Regions from separate parts of the Mus musculus genome. Here all the other regions are linked to region 1. A link is a contact called in public Hi-C and HiChIP or PLAC-seq data. All regions are on one chromosome and are shown on one strand. The core of a region is the stretch at or near the end of the contact, and the rest is flanking DNA. Distances in the headings are between cores, read along the strand shown. Region 1 overlaps Pcnx (pecanex homolog). Region 2 overlaps Map3k9 (mitogen-activated protein kinase kinase kinase 9). Region 3 overlaps Gm30706 (a long non-coding RNA gene).

Region 1 (4,974 bases), core at 1,747-4,246:
GAATTAGGATTAAATGAGCAACTTTCTTACAAAGAGAGTTTGGATGCTTATTTAAATCTTATTATAATAAGCTCCTTAAGAATTATTTAAAAATTTTTAATTAAGTTAGCTTTGTAGGTAGGTTATACAGGCCCTAGTTAATTCTTCTTAGTGACTAGAGCTAAAGTAAAGACAAATATTTAAAATTCCTTATAATATAAAGAGTTTGATATTTATTACCCGAAGTCATAGTTTTTGAGTCCTTGGTAGATTGGGATAGAAGGAAATCATCTTACTTTGGTAAAGAGCAAGTGATTTTAGGTATCTTTACCTTCTTAAAGTATGAGATGAAAAGGTCTGTAATAAAATGAGGTCACAGTCATTTTTGAGAACATGTGGTTAGAAATCTATGAGGTCATTTTGTGTTCAGATGAATTCATCATTTTTTTTATATATATACTCAGGACATTTTTTTCCTCTGGAACCTGTATATTCTTTGGCATACTGGAATAATACTCTTAGGACTTACATTTTAGTTGGAGAGATACTAAGGTAACTGACAATGTGAGGTAGAATTGCCAGGCACCATTTTGGTGTATAGAGGAGGAGATGGCCAAGACCAGCTGTATGTCTGTCATTTAAATTGGGAATGTTTGTCAGTGTGCTTACTTTCCAGCCCATAATGACAGACTTAGATTTCCTTTTACTGTGTGATAAAATATTTACTACTCTGAAAAGAAAGAAAGAAAGAAAGGAAGGAAGGAAGGAAGGAAGAAAGAAAGAGAGAAAGGAAAGAAAGAAAGGAAAGGAAAAAGGAAAGAAGAAAGAAAAATTATATTCACACCATACTCATGCCTGTTAAACTAGTTAGTATCCCCTTTGGGGATGTGATTATTGGCCATTTGTGCTAAAAAGCCAGCTTTTCCTGTTGCTGATGAAGGTTTTGAAAGCAGGAAGTAAGGAGTATAATGTTTATTACTGTCTTTAGGTCTTTAAGACTCCATAGCTAGAGTAATAGATTTTGACTAATTTCCTTCATTTATTTGGGAGTTGACTTCCATGCACTGCTTAATATTTTGAAAACATTGAGTATATTTGGATAGACATTGTGCATTGGTAGTTTGATGACTAGGATATTCTCTCTCAGATCTGTTCACATTAAAATATGATCTTTCTTATGACTTTAAGTGAAAAAAAACTGATAGAAAATTTTTGAGTACAAATTTTCTGGTTGAGTTCATTTTGATGAGGCTCATGGATAAGTTTAGATTGCTTCTGATGAAGAGGGACACATCAGTCATATATGGAAAATAAAAGCTATTTAATTAACAAGATCGTCTTTTTTTCTTCTTTAAATTTGTAGTGCTGGAGGTGCCCCCGTGGCTTAACACGTCGGCAAAGGCTCTGCCACTGAGCTGCGTTACCAGGCTCTTGTGACCCTCCCTTGACTAGTAGCTGCTGGGAAAATACTCGAAGGAAACTGCTAAGTGGCTAATGCCAGTGTGAACAAGAACCAGAACGCGCAGGCTCGCTTCTTAGAACGTGCGCTTGACAGTGGCTGAGTCAGACCTTCAGAGTACATGCTAATGTCTGCCTGTCGTGGCAGGATTAATGTTCTGTAACGCATGCTGTCCTCCTGTATGGCAAGCAGCCAGTATTAGCAACTGACCACTTTGGTGGCTCCTACCTGTAATTGAAATACAGTTGGCACGAGTGATATCAGAGTAGTTGCTGCAGCCACAGCTTAGCCTGCACATCACTGTCAGTCAGCAGTGTCTAGGCTTTGATTGCAGTGGATTCAAGGGTCAGAGTCTTAGTAGAAAATAATATCATAGAAATGGTAAGCTAAGCAAGGCCACCCTGGGCAGCGTTCTTCTTTTTCTAGTGCCTGGTTATGTTAGTGACAGTGTCTGGAACTGCTCGGAGTACAGTCACATTCACAGAGTGAAACATCGCTGGGGCATCGTGTGTACAATGCTGTATGACAGTTAAAACATTTCAGGAATTACATCAGCTTAAATTAGGGTAAAGCTTATATAAATAATGTTAATGAAATTTATAGTATCTTAAGTATAAAAGAAAATGAGTAAATAATATAGGAAAATTAGTTTTATAAATGATAAAAAGAAATTTATATTAACAAATACTAATTTTTAAACTTTATAAAACTATTAGAATATCTTTGGGAAATTAAGGTTTCCCAGTTGTTAAGATTTTCTAAAATAATGGATTGCTTTTAATGAGATTACAATATGGGCTGGAAAAGAATGTAACAGTGATGAGAACATGTTTTTTATGTATGTTTTGTATGTAACACATGTAGCCTTATTTCAGAATATAGAAACTATTATAAATAGTACTTTATAAAGTCGTGTTTCACTCAGTTGAGTCATGTTTTTTGGTTCTTTTGCAGTAGATTGTGTTATTTTTTTTTTTGTATTTTGGTTGCATTTGATAGAGATTCTTTGTTTTTCGCGTGTGTAGGAACTGTTTTATTGTGTATCTGAATCTGAGATCTTAGAACATTAGAGGGAAAGCAGCAAATTATTACAAGGTAAAATTTACCTGTCGGAGCCCAGCACCGAGCCACCTCACTTGAGCACACTCCGGACTCCTTGCTCTCTTCTTCACTCTAGAATCTAGTCGGGTTGAGCTGGAAGAAAGTTGCAGATTGGCAGTTAACCTCCCTATTGAGTACACACTGCTTTCCTCTATGAGTCGGATGGGTAAGGACGAGAGCAAGTGTAAACTGTGACTGTACGAAGCTCCATGGCGGCTCCTGGGCGATTTGAAAGTGTCATTTTGAAATCTGTGATCTGTATTGCTTTCACTCTAGCTGTTGTTTTCTCTTTTCTTCCCTGTAATGTCTCCCCACTCCATGTTCTCTCCTAGCCTTCAAGATGGTCAGCAAGGCCAGCAGTCCACAGCCCAGGTCAAGGTCCAGTCCCGCCCCCCATCCCAGGCTGCAGTGCTCAGTGCTAGTGCCTCCTTGCTGGTGAGAAAAGGGAGTGTCCACTTAGAAGCCTCACATGACCATGCATCTGCCGTAGGCGGTAGCAGTTTGCACGATGAACTTGGTATGCAGGCCTGATGTAATCTCTGTGGTTGGAAACTTGTAATTGACAGTCAGTGGGTAAGAGTGATTGCGGTCCTTTCCTGAGATGGCTTTCTATTGGAGCTATGCATCAGGCACTGTTTATTGGGTTTGTTTGCCGAGTTTAAGAGAATGACTTACTTTTTCTTTCTGTATTTCTCTTTCTTTTCATTGTACTTTTTATTTTGAGCATATCTACTACTAATAGGCAGCTAATGTGCTAATAACTGTTCCTTATAACTAATATTCTCTTATAATAATTTGGATGTTTCTATTATTCCCAGAAATACCATGTGGAAAAATACGAATTTTAGGTGGTTTTTGAGACAACCTTAATTTTTAAAAATTATTTGAATATGTGATACACAGGAAAGCTCTCTAATACGTTTATTGCTCTGAAGTATCCTGCATTTTGCAGTATGTCCATCTCTTGTCATAGGATTTATTATAATCCTAAGTGTAATGTCCTCAGGACAGCATGGCTCTTCTTGTGACTGATAACTATAAAATATTTCATTATCTATTAAGATATCTGTAAATATACTCATAAATTATGTAAGTTAATTTTTGGAAATGCAGCATATTTTAAATTCTCAGTTGTAGCAAATTTACCCTAAGACATACTTTGTGCATTAGCATATTATGCTACTTCAGAACCTATTTCTTTATGCAGAGGTGTGTGTGTGTGTGTGTGTGTGTGTGTACATGCATGTGCGCTAGTGTACTCACCCACCATGTGCATATGTACATATCTGTAGAAGCCAGAGGAAGATACTAGGTGGCTTACTTTTCAAGGCAGAGTCTCCCACTGAACTGCTGCTGATGTGCCATAATGGACGGCCAGGGAATTCCAGGGACCCAGGTTCCCTCCTCAGCTCGGTGTTGTCTGTGTGGACCCAACCTGGCTTTTCTCTTGGGCACTGAGGATCCAGAGCCCAGTCCTCAGCCTGGTCAGTGAAGCTCTGACTGAAGCCAGGCTCCCAGCCCATGCGCTCAGGTTCCTGTTTCTCTGTGTGACCCAAGTTTCCGGTGCTCACATTCACAGTGGTTTAAGTTAATAAAGAAAGTCTTGTTCTTAAGTAAGACTCACTTGAAAGCCTTTATTCATTCTGATCTTATCGAGCCCTATTACATGGGATTTTCTTTATAAAGGTGACTATCCAGTTCATGTGTCAGTTGGAGGACTATATGGCAATAAGGAGTCAAAATTAGGTTTACTAAAACTTGATATGCTATTTACTCATTGACTTCCTTTCCATTTTGCAAAACTTGGGACCATGGAGTGGTGTTAACAGATAGGTAAGCGTGAACTGCAGAACTTCAGAAACTGCAGAATGACCATGTGAGAGAGTTAGGGCATTGCCATGTGTAGCAGGCAGTTCCTAACTGCAATGAGAAGACAGTACAACACTGTAAGTGCAGAAGTTTTTCCTTCTGAGTTTGTAATCTGAGAGGTAGGAAGTCTCCTAAGGAAGATATTTGAGTAAAAATAAAGTAGAATTCAATTCTACTGAGAGTAAATGCTCTCAAGTGACTCTTAGTTAACAGCGAAATTTTCTTTTATTAGATTGATTTAAACCACTGTGAATGTGAGCCCAGGCAACCTGGGTCATATGGAGAAGTAGGAATCCAAGGGAATCAATGGCTGGAACCATTGATTCAGTCGGTGCAGTGCGGTGCAGTGCGGTGCAGTGCGGTGCAGTGCGGTGCACAGTCAAGCTGGGGACTTGGCTTTGGATCCTCAGTGACCAAGAAAAAAGCCAGCCAAGGTTTGCACAGACAACCTCAGAGCTCCACATATATCCTTCCTTCCTTATTGCTTTCAGTTGGCAGGTTTTAGATGCAGATCCATTATGTTATAGTATGATTCCAATCACCATATAACCCTAAGATTCCTGGTA
Region 2 (4,974 bases), core at 1,435-3,934, 210 kb before region 1:
CTTCTCCCCTCCTGTCCTGGTAGGAAAGGCTGCTCTCTGAACACTAAGTCTGTGTTCTTATTTCCATCCTGGGATGCCATCTTGCTGCTACCTTCACACCTGACAACCCAAATGCCCCGGAGAGCAGTTAGCGGGTCAGTCAGAGCAGGGCAGGGCAGGGCAGGGCAGGCCTGTTTCCAAAGTCGCTCCCAGCTCAGGTCAGTACTCTCAATCCCAGGATCTTCTCTTTCCCATCTTGAGACTTGGAGAGGATGCAGGGACAAAGGCAGCAAAGAAATCAAGGACCTGAGTGCAGAGCTCAGGAGAACCCCGAACTCTGCAGTCAGTCCAGCGCTTCTCCAGCAGCTTAGGGAGGCCCAGGTGCCTCCAGGGTCCGCAACCAGAAACGGACAGAGAAGGCAGTGGGTGGGAATACCTAGAAGCAGCTCATGAAAAAAAATAAAAGAAACACACTTGGCCTGCAGACCTAACCAGGAAGCCGGGTCTGGGTTTGGCTAATTAGATATGGATTGACTACCCTTAATCAAACAAGATTCCAGCTCCTGGTTCCTGCCCTCCAACTAAGTACCAGAGATGGTGAGCCTCCAGGTATCCATGCCAGGGGAGAGTCCAAGGAGAAGGGTCTTTCTCCTTCTATATGCGGATTTTATTGCAATTTTTGAACTAGGAAAATACTGTTTTGCCATCTAGAAATGTGTTTTCAACAACTGTGTCATAACAGGAAGTCATTCTCAGGTCAAGCCAAGGACAAGTGCTATATGACTGAGCCATATGGAATAGGCAACTTTAGCCTTTGACCTCACTTTTCATCTTTCACATTCTCACTTTTCTCCACCAAGGGAAGCAGTGTTGCAAGGTGAAGCCATCTGTGTTGGAGCTGGGGCTCTGGCTCCACACATTTAAGAGACAGGACCTTGTTATGTTGCCCCAGACTGACATCACACCCCAGGCTAAAGCAATTGCCCTGCCTCAGCCTCCTGTGTAGCTGGGCTTCTAGGAATGCACCCCGGAACCTAGCTAAGATGGTAGGTTTTAAAGTTAGGGCCTTAAGCAGAGAAGTGGACATCACCCCCAGCTCACGGGAGGCCTTCTGAGGGTCACACATCGGCAAACTTCGGCTTGAAAATGGACAGGTGAAGTCGCCAGGTTCTTGCCACCACAACTCCCTGAGGGCCACTCTTACCTCTACCTCAATTCCAGTCTACACAAGTCCTTAGAGGAAGTTCAGTACTTCACCAACACTAGGACATGCCTCTTTCCCAGGCCTTCTAGAGGCAGACATGTGTGCTTCTGACCTGTCGGATCTCGCAATTACACACCCATCCAAAGGCACATGATCAAATAAACATGATTAAAAGTCGGGGGCTCTACACCCGTGGTGGAGCACCCCTGGACACTTACATCCGGAGGTGTCCACTCACAGCCACAGCCTTTAGGGCCCATTGTTCTTTACTCTGTTCAGAGCTTGATATTGGTAGGCCCTTGCTTAGCAAGTGGGAGATGCAGCTATGGGGGTTGGGGTGGGGTAGCAGAGGAAAGAAGAGAATGCACAGAAGACATGAACTTCATGAGTTAAGAATGGTCCTTCTCATGGGGCAACAGCATGGAGCCAGGATTGGGTCTAGACACCCTGCAAAGTCTTGTGTCCCTGAGCAACAGCCTGAGGGTAAAGGGATTCTATTAGGAGTATTACCCTTTGTCACATGATGTTCCATGCCTAGGGACCCTTTTCCTAACAATTATTCCAGAACTGACCTGATTTCGATTCCTAGCAAGTTATGACCCTAGGGATGATCCTCAAAAACCAGAGGCCACCCAGCCCCCGTTTCCTCAGTAAGACACCAATGGTAAGGACATCCAGCTGACCAGGTTAAGTGGGGGAGGGAGTTAGGAAATGATCATGTAGTCACCTGGGCTACATGAAGTGGTGGGAGAGCATGCGCCTGGCCTGGGTGCCCATTAATCATGTTCAACCAATTCCACATCACTCATCTTCCAGAAGCCAAAGGATAAAACTAAGGCAAGATGCCCTGAGGCAAAGATGGTGAGCCATGCTGTCAGCTTCAGCACATTCATCGTGCAGGGGAAGGAGCTGGCCCTCGAGCTGGCAGGGAGCCACAATGTCTCAATGCCCTTGCAAGGGAAGTGTATGATAAAGGCTTTTAGAAGGAAACCTGAGAGGGATCAAGACACAGGACAAGAGTCATGCAAGAAAAGAGGAACCGAGGAGGCGGGCCGGGCTCAGAGCTCTGGCCAGACACAACCATCCAAACAGCATCTGTCTGTCTGTCTGTCTTCCTGTTTTTGAGACAAGTGTATTGAATGTGAGGAAAATAATGTCACTTTTCTTTTAAGGTCAGAAGGGAAAACATCCCTGTTCTGAGTTGTTCAAATGTAGGTGATCGTTATTATGATGCCTACAAGGTCACAGGGATGTCAAAGAACACCACGTGAAGAGCATCCACGACAGCTTCCCGGAAATAGCTGGAAGTGGCGATGGAGGCATCTCCTCAGTTCCCAGCAACAGCCTGGGTCTCTAAGGATAAGCACTGGCAAGTGAAGGCATGAGAAGACTCACAGAAAAGAGCAGTATCCAATCCTGCTAGCAGCCTGAAGGTAGCGGACACATGTTCCGAGCAGACAGCCATGTCTTTGAGGAAAGGGAAGTGAAAGGGGGAAGCTACTGTCACTTAAGTGGGTATATTCACAGCTACCAAGCCTCGTCCTAACCATGACCACAGATATGGGAACCTATGTCACACAAATGGTAACTTCTTAACACTTGCCCCATCTCTAGGCTCGCTCGCACGGAAGAGTGGCAGGCAGTGGGCCAGCACTGCACAGGTTTGTCGGAGCTCAACAAGACCCCTCCCCCCACACTAACCCACGCTAACTCACTGCAGCAGTATACATGTCTCTCAGGTACGATCATCTCTTTAGCAAGGCCTTCCTCTGTCGGAATGTTGGGTGGAGATGGGCTAGATCCCACCTGTCACTCAATGGCCTGTAGCAGCCACTCAGTGTACACTGCATCTGTAACTATGCCTTTCCTGGAGAGATGGCTACAGTCAAGCCCTGCTTGGGGCTGGAGCACAGGCTGGAGCCAGCTGCAGCCTACCCTAAAGCTTTAATGCAGGCAAGGTGTGCAGATGGAGCAGTGGAGCATCATCACTGGGTTGGCTGGGACAATGGGGTTCACGAGCTCCCCTCTTCAATCTGAGGGGTTAGAGTATGGGGGGCAAAGTTAACCTCTTCCATTCTCACTTCACAGAACCAAGAGGGAAGATCAGATATTATAGCAAAACTCTGGCTGACATGGTCAGCACCGATCCCCTGTCTGAAACTGGGGGTGCAGGGTGGAGACAAAGGGCAAATGAACTCATAAAGAACTTGTGGGAACCAACGTCATCTCATATGTTCTTCACAGAGAAACAGCACTGATGAAATCTGTCACCTGCACCATGAGTACCGACCGCTCTAACCCTCTGGGCATCCAGGCGGCAAACACAAGAGAGCCAGTAGACAGACTCCAACACCACTGGGGACTGTAACCTCAACCAAGTTGTTACTGTCACCCACAACACCGGGGGCTCAGAGGGAATGGACAGCAAAGAAAATGGGTGAAAACACTTTGAAGCTCCATATTCAAGTTTAAGAAACAAATATTAAATACGTCAGCACTAGCCTCTCTGGTCTCTTGCTACCCAGCTCATGGTGCAGGACCCAACACAAAGGCTCTCTGTGTATAGAGACAGAGATGGTGTGAGCGCCTCAGGAACTGTATCATGCTACTGCCTCACGGCACCCAAACATTACTAAGGGTTCCGTTTACTTCAGGGACATCACAAAATGGACAGTCCAATGAAGAAATCCCCATAGTTCCATACCTCATGGTCCAGGACCCAGCCCCATATGCTATTGACATAATTCAGGTGTCTCTGCGAATCACATATGACCTAAAGCCCAGGAACCGGAGGGAGGAATGGAAGCTCAACAAGACAGAGAAATGCAGGCATTGTTCCTGACTTCAGAACTGGGGTCAGTGAGTGTGTCTTTCAAACAGATAGTCCTGAGATGAATCTGCTTATATTCAAATCTGGTGTAAGCATGATCTGAACCCACGCCACGCCATAGGTGCTGATTTCTGCCTTTGTTTCTAAAACTTAAACCCAAACCAAACCAAGGCCTGACTCTACCTCCCCACGCAGCCTGACTAAACCGTTCCTGACTGCCTCCTCTCCTCTCCTCCTCCTCTGAACTCTCAGTTCCCACTGAGATTTGCACAGGTAGGCAGTACCTGATCTGTCAAGCCCTCTGGCCTTCATAAGGCCAGCCTATCCCCATCAGCTGGCACGGGACGACTTAGGACACGAGACACTCATCAAATACCAAAGGTGACACTGAGTTGTGGGAAGAGTGGACGATAAGTCAGATCACAGAACATCAGTACAGATGTGTGAACAGGTAGGACTCAGGGCTGACAAAGGGAACCCAGGACAGCTATGGCTGGCTGAGGAGGAGAGGCAGTAGACGGATTTGGCTGAATGACTCTGTAGTGTCACCCTAAAAGGAAAGGAAGACCGGAGGGTGGGGACATATGTGCACACCCCTCTCTATACAGTCAGAGCTGACACAGCCCCTCTAGTGAACATGGAGAAAAAATCCTGCAGGGCAGGAGACCCTCCGAAGTGGCCCTGCTCCCACCCCTTCCATCTTCAAAGTGCATTCTCAGTGCAAGGAGGAGGTCTGGATCCCAGGGGGCCTGAGACCGGGCTGTGCCAGCCAGCTCCCTCGGCCTCCTCCGTCTTCTCCCTTGCCCACCCTGGCCTTTTTTATACTAAGACCAGAACTCCTGTTGGATCTCATATGGGGAAGGCCCGTGTGCATTCAGCTCAGCTCTGCATAGGGGCACAGTGCTATCCTGGCTCTGCCCCTCAGCATCCAGGTCCAAAAGTGTCCGTTCAGCAGGGAGCA
Region 3 (4,974 bases), core at 1,146-3,645, 140 kb before region 1:
ATTAAAAAATGCCAGGCAGCCACATCAGGAGAAAGATGGAGCTCAGGAAGGTTCAGAGAGGAAGAGAAACAGGAAGCACACACAGATTTCCCGGATCTGCCTCATGTCTGCCCCTGCCTGCTACCAACAATATCCCCAAAGAGGCTATCTTTTGCTCAGGGTAGCTGGGGTGTGCTTCGTGCAGTCCTAACAGAAGGTTTGTAATCAGTTTCTAAACAAACACGTTGAAGCTTACATGGAGCTCATGCTAAGAGCTGTGCTACTCAGTCAAAGACTATCATTGCTGCCATCTGTGTCTAAGCCTTCCGTGAAGAAGAGATAGATTCACTCTCAGTGGTATAAGCTAGTCGCTGGGTGTTAGCCTTCTGGCCAGCTTGTTCTCAAGATTCCCCAAACCACCCAGTTTTGCCCTGGGAGACTCTTGGCTGACACTTGAAGCTGTAACTTGTGAGCATCCCTGAGAACTTCTGTTGCCTTACATATGATGTTGCTGCTCCGTTCATCAGCGGGGTAACAGCCACTCCCACCGTACACACTTTGGGGAGCTCCCTCATCCTTTTCTGTGTTCTTCAGGCAATGTCCCCACCCTAAGCATTGTCGATGTAAGACTCATACTGGTCTGGGATGGAGAGATGGCTCAATGGTTAGGAGCACTTGCTGATCTTCCAGAGGACCTAGGTTCTATTCCTGGCACCCACATTGTGGCTCACCGCTGTTGTTAGCATTGGTTCTGGGGGACCCGATTACAGGGGTCTTTGTGACCTTAACCGGCTGCAGAGATATGAGCTGCCAGAAACAAGAAGTCAGTTTGGCTTACCATGACTCATATGACTCAGTCGCTGATGTTGGTTTAAACTGGAGTTAGATTCCACGTGGTTTACTTTAAACATATTTAAACACAGCACATTTGGTGAAAACTATTTTCGTGATCATTAACTCAATCCTATGTGTACAACAAACCACACACAAATCTCCTTCAGGAACAAAACAAGCTAAATACAGATCAGATATGAAACCCTTTGTACAGTCCATAAAGACAGGTTCTATAGGTTGACTGGGAAAAACAATTTTACAATAAGGGTCTAGGGGAGTGATCCAGTGCCAGAAAAGTCACAGATAGCGCAAAGGTCACTAGGTCAGAAACCATGTCCATTTCTAGCCTTCTGGGCAGATAACAGGCACTACACTCCTTCTTTTGGAGGAACAACCCTGCGTGCTTAACATCCTGGGTTTCTCTGGTGTTTAAAAGACAGCCATACTTCCTATCTCACCCCCTTTTGAGTTTTTAAAGAGAATTTTGTGGCTGTAATAGCATAAGCCAAGCTTGACTGCATAGCCTGCAGAATTGGTCTAACAAAGCCATAGGACTAGCCAGCAGAGGACCAAGAAAAGGGAGAGCCACCTTAATCGAGATGGCCTTCAAAGGTCACTTGAGAGATTGTGTCTTTCTCTTTATGCAGATCATCAATGTGAATATGAGCAGTATCTTGACACATTAAAACAACACATTCCAGAAAGGAAAGTATTTGGATTCTGTACAATCTGAGAATTAGCCTATAATATAGTCAATAAACATAGCATCATCATTTTGGGGGTCAGTAGCATTGGGTCCTTGTCTCTCCAAGGTCTCAGCTTGATGAATTAAAGTCTCGATGCCTCCCCCAAGTCATCAACTTCTTCTTCCTCTTGGGATGCCTCCTCTTGGTGTGCTTGTTATCTTTCTTCAGATGCTTCATGTGTCCAGTGTCTCTGGGATGCTGTCTTAGTCATGGGAGCAGACATCATCTGGGACTTCTTTCATTTTCTGAAAAGACTCGAGCGTAACCCTGCCCTGATGGTAGAGGAACTTGGGGCCCTTTCCACTGATTGGTTCCTAGATATTTCATTTAACATATACTGTGTCCATGTCTGTGCCTCCACTTTTGGGTAGTGGAGAAAGCATTATCCTTTAAAGTAAAAAAAAAATTTTTTTAAAAACCATGGCTTAAATTTTAAATGCCCATAGCACTAGGCATTTAAGGTGAAGATATAGTCCCCAATTTTATTTTTAAAATTTGTTGTTTAAGTAGTTAACGCTGTCATTCCACAATAGCTTTGACACTGTGAGTTGAAAGGGGTTCCGGCAACATGATTAATATTTTATACATTGTAAAAGTTGTTTGCTAATATAAGCAGGAGCGTTACCAGTTTTTAGTTGCAATGGATGTCCAGGAAAGGGAAAGGTATATAATAAATAATGACAGCATCCGAGATCGTTCTGCAGACAGAAGCAACAATCGTATTCTTTCCAAGTATCAACTGTTACAGGAGCATAATGTCAAAATTCAGAGATTTGAGTAGTATCTGTTTGCCCCAGTGGCATTAGAGTTTAACGCGCAAGGATTAGTTCCTCCAGCAGGGGGCAGTGGTGGTCAAGGAACACAGAGGGCAGGCACGCTTGTTCATGAGGTAGAGAACTACACTTGTAATAATTTTGCATTTTGATGAAGAAATTCATGAGTCTTTTAAGCAGCCTGAAATGAAAGTATTAGAGGTGAGGAGGAGGCCAGGGCATCTGCTTGAGCACTAGCGAATGTTACCAGGTCTGGCATATGAGAATGCATGTGAATGTGAGTTATGAAAAAATGCTGACTCCAAACACTGACACCATTGCATACACTAGCAAGATTGTGATGATAGGACCCTGATATAGCTGTCTCTAGTGAGACTATGCCAGGGCCTAGCAAACACAGAAATGGATGCTCACAGTCAGCTATTGGATGGATCACAGGGCCCCCAATGGAGGAGCTAGAGAAAATACCCAAGGAACTAAAGGGGTCTGCAACCCTATAGGTGGAACAACATTATGAACTTAACCAGTACCCGGAGCTCTTGACTCTAGCTGCATATGTATCAAAAGATGGCCTAGTCGGCCATCACTGGAAAGAGAGGCCCATTGGACTTGCAAACTTTATATGCCCCAGTACAGGGGAACGCCAGGGCCAAAAAGTGGGAGTGGGTGGGTAGGGGAGTGCGGGGGAGGGTATGGGAGACTTTTGGGATAGCATTGGAAATGTAAATGAGGAAAATACCTAATAAAAAAAAAAAAGAAAGAAAGAAAGAAGAAGAAAAAGAAAAGAAAAGAAAAAATGCTGAGGTGGTTGTTGTATAGGCGCCCATAGGGACAGAACTAACTGTGCACTAGCATTGGTGGTGGGATTAAGTTTAAGTCTTGAAGTGCTAGGATTTAAGACGTGCACCACTACTGCCTGGCTTAGTCTTACAGTTTCTAAAACAGAAACAATTTGAGCACCAATGGAGAGTGTGCTAAAATATCCAATGCAGAGAAACATCAAATAAAAGTTGGTTGGCTGCAGCAAGTTCAGACTGTTGAGCTGCACAACCAGGGCTGGGTGTATGCGGAGGGTGTGGAACTTGTATATAAGACATAAGCTCCCGTGCTTTTGAAGAGCCATTTTTAACAGTGATCTCTATAGGATCTCTAGATGTAATTTTAAGGAACACCCATGGGGTATCTTAAACAATTCTTAAAGGGATCTTTAGGATAACTAATACTTATAGATCCCAAGTAACATGTGATTGCTACCTGCCAATTGTGATCATCGTGGAACAAAATAATCAGCCAGAATTCTATTTAATGGCACAGTGATTTCTGTAGGCTCTCTACTAACAAGTGGCACAAGTTGCTGTGATGGCTCATATATGCTTGGCCCAGGGAGTGCCACTATTAGGAGGTGTGACCTTGTTGGAGTAGATGTGTCACTGTGGACATGGGCTTTAAGAACACATCCAATTGACATGGCCCAAAATCTTTTCTAAGTATTTGAGGGTACATTGCTTCGGAAAATTTAGACTGAGAGGGGATAATGGCAAATTTGTTGTTGAGTGAGAATATATTTTAAATAATTATATGGTGACCACTTTGTATCTTATCTGGAGTTAAGTTTAAATTTTCTTCTTCTTCTTCTTCTCCTTCTTCTTCTTCTTCTTCTTCTTCTTCTTCTTCTTCTTCTTCTTCTTCTTCTTCTCCTCTTTCTTCTTCCTCCTCCCCCTCCCCCTCCTCCTCCTCCTCCTCTTCCTTCTTCTTCTTCTTTTTCAAGACAAGTTTTCTCTGTATAGCCCTGGCTGTCCTGGAACTCACTCTGTAAACCAGGCTGGCCTCGAACTCAGAAATCTGCCTGCCTCTGCCTCCCAAGTGCTGGGATTAAAGGTGTATGCCACCCTTGCCCAGTCTTCTTTTTTTAAAGATTTATTTATTTTATGTATAGAAGTATACTGTTGCTCTCTTCAGACAGACCAGAAGAGGGAATTGGAACCCATTACGAGTGGTTGTGAACTACCATGTGGTTGCTGGGAATTAAACTCAGGACCTTTGGAAGAGCAGTTAGTGCTCTTAACCATTAAGCCATCTCTCCAGCCCCTACATTTTCTTCTTTTAGTTCATTTACCATGAAAGTTAAGCATCCATTTAAGTATTGATTAGGAAAGCATGAGCAGAGAATACATTCATACAATGAGTGACCAATGCCTGAAGGGCTTTAGGCTGCGCCAGCTTAAGTGCCTACATACATAATATTGTCACACAGTGGGGCAATGTTTTCATTAAGTGCCTACATACGTAATATTGTCACATAGTTTGACAATGTGTTCATCGCTTGTGGCAAAATGTTCCACTGATACTAAATAGTGGAGTGTCCTTGAGGAACCACAGTAGGCATGGGGAGCCCCAGCTGCAGAGCCTCCATTTGTTTTCACAGGAACATTTATGCCCCTGAAATCATACAGCAGCTGAAATTTATTTTTTGTCTTTTTATTTACAAAACTATAATGTAATTAATTACCAAAATAGGGGAATTCCAAGGTCTCACTGAAGGTTCTATATGTCCAGGTTGCAATTGTTCCTCTAATAGAATTGGGTCTATCTTAATTTTTCTCTATGAAGGGGCCACTGATCAATCCATACTGGATCAATTT

What was found. Hi-C and Micro-C count contacts between places; a contact is called where the count stands out from the background. HiChIP or PLAC-seq counts read pairs in DNA pulled down with a chosen protein or histone mark.
Region 2: a contact with region 1 is called in an H3K4me3 HiChIP or PLAC-seq map of bone marrow-derived macrophages, with 4 times the contacts expected there. The contact joins two enhancer-like sites. A contact is called at or near these places in 2 of 484 Hi-C or Micro-C datasets (granulocytes and peritoneal macrophages) and 1 of 115 datasets of contacts at active chromatin or transcription factors (bone marrow-derived macrophages).
Region 3: a Hi-C map of bone marrow-derived macrophages shows a contact between it and region 1, with 33 read pairs. The contact joins two enhancer-like sites. A contact is called at or near these places in 15 of 39 promoter capture datasets (the 3T3-L1 cell line, the HPC-7 cell line, cranial neural crest and 9 more), 6 of 15 datasets of contacts at CTCF or cohesin (CD8 T cells, the NIH/3T3 cell line, embryonic stem cells and 2 more), 39 of 484 Hi-C or Micro-C datasets (the 3T3-L1 cell line, B cells, the THB-7 cell line and 14 more), 18 of 115 datasets of contacts at active chromatin or transcription factors (the HPC-7 cell line, bone marrow-derived macrophages, craniofacial prominence and 10 more) and 3 of 9 other capture datasets (adipose tissue, liver and pancreatic islet).

What each region holds. Positions count from the first base shown.
Region 1 is chr12:81,930,660-81,935,633 of GRCm38.p6, forward strand. It overlaps Pcnx (pecanex homolog), which reads left to right. Exons shown (of 36, transcript NM_018814.3): 8 at 2,872-3,056. Among named protein-coding and RNA genes, the nearest start is that of Pcnx, 73 kb to the left of the region's middle. Within about 2 kb of position 2,997, at least 59 of the 459 cell types and tissues checked have an H3K27ac peak or open chromatin away from gene starts, as enhancers often do. A contact at or near this core is called in bone marrow-derived macrophages and peritoneal macrophages, where this site is marked.
Region 2 is chr12:81,717,202-81,722,175 of GRCm38.p6, forward strand. Map3k9 (mitogen-activated protein kinase kinase kinase 9) reads right to left here. Exons shown (of 11, transcript NM_001174107.1): 11 at 1-4,974. The coding sequence ends at 4,838. Among named protein-coding and RNA genes, the nearest start is that of Map3k9, 61 kb to the right of the region's middle. Within about 2 kb of position 2,685, at least 87 of the 459 cell types and tissues checked have an H3K27ac peak or open chromatin away from gene starts, as enhancers often do. A contact at or near this core is called in bone marrow-derived macrophages and peritoneal macrophages, where this site is marked.
Region 3 is chr12:81,794,341-81,799,314 of GRCm38.p6, forward strand. All of the region lies in intron 5 of Gm30706 (a long non-coding RNA gene), which reads right to left. Among named protein-coding and RNA genes, the nearest start is that of Gm46366, 5.7 kb to the left of the region's middle. Within about 2 kb of position 2,396, at least 2 of the 459 cell types and tissues checked have an H3K27ac peak or open chromatin away from gene starts, as enhancers often do. A contact at or near this core is called in bone marrow-derived macrophages, where this site is marked.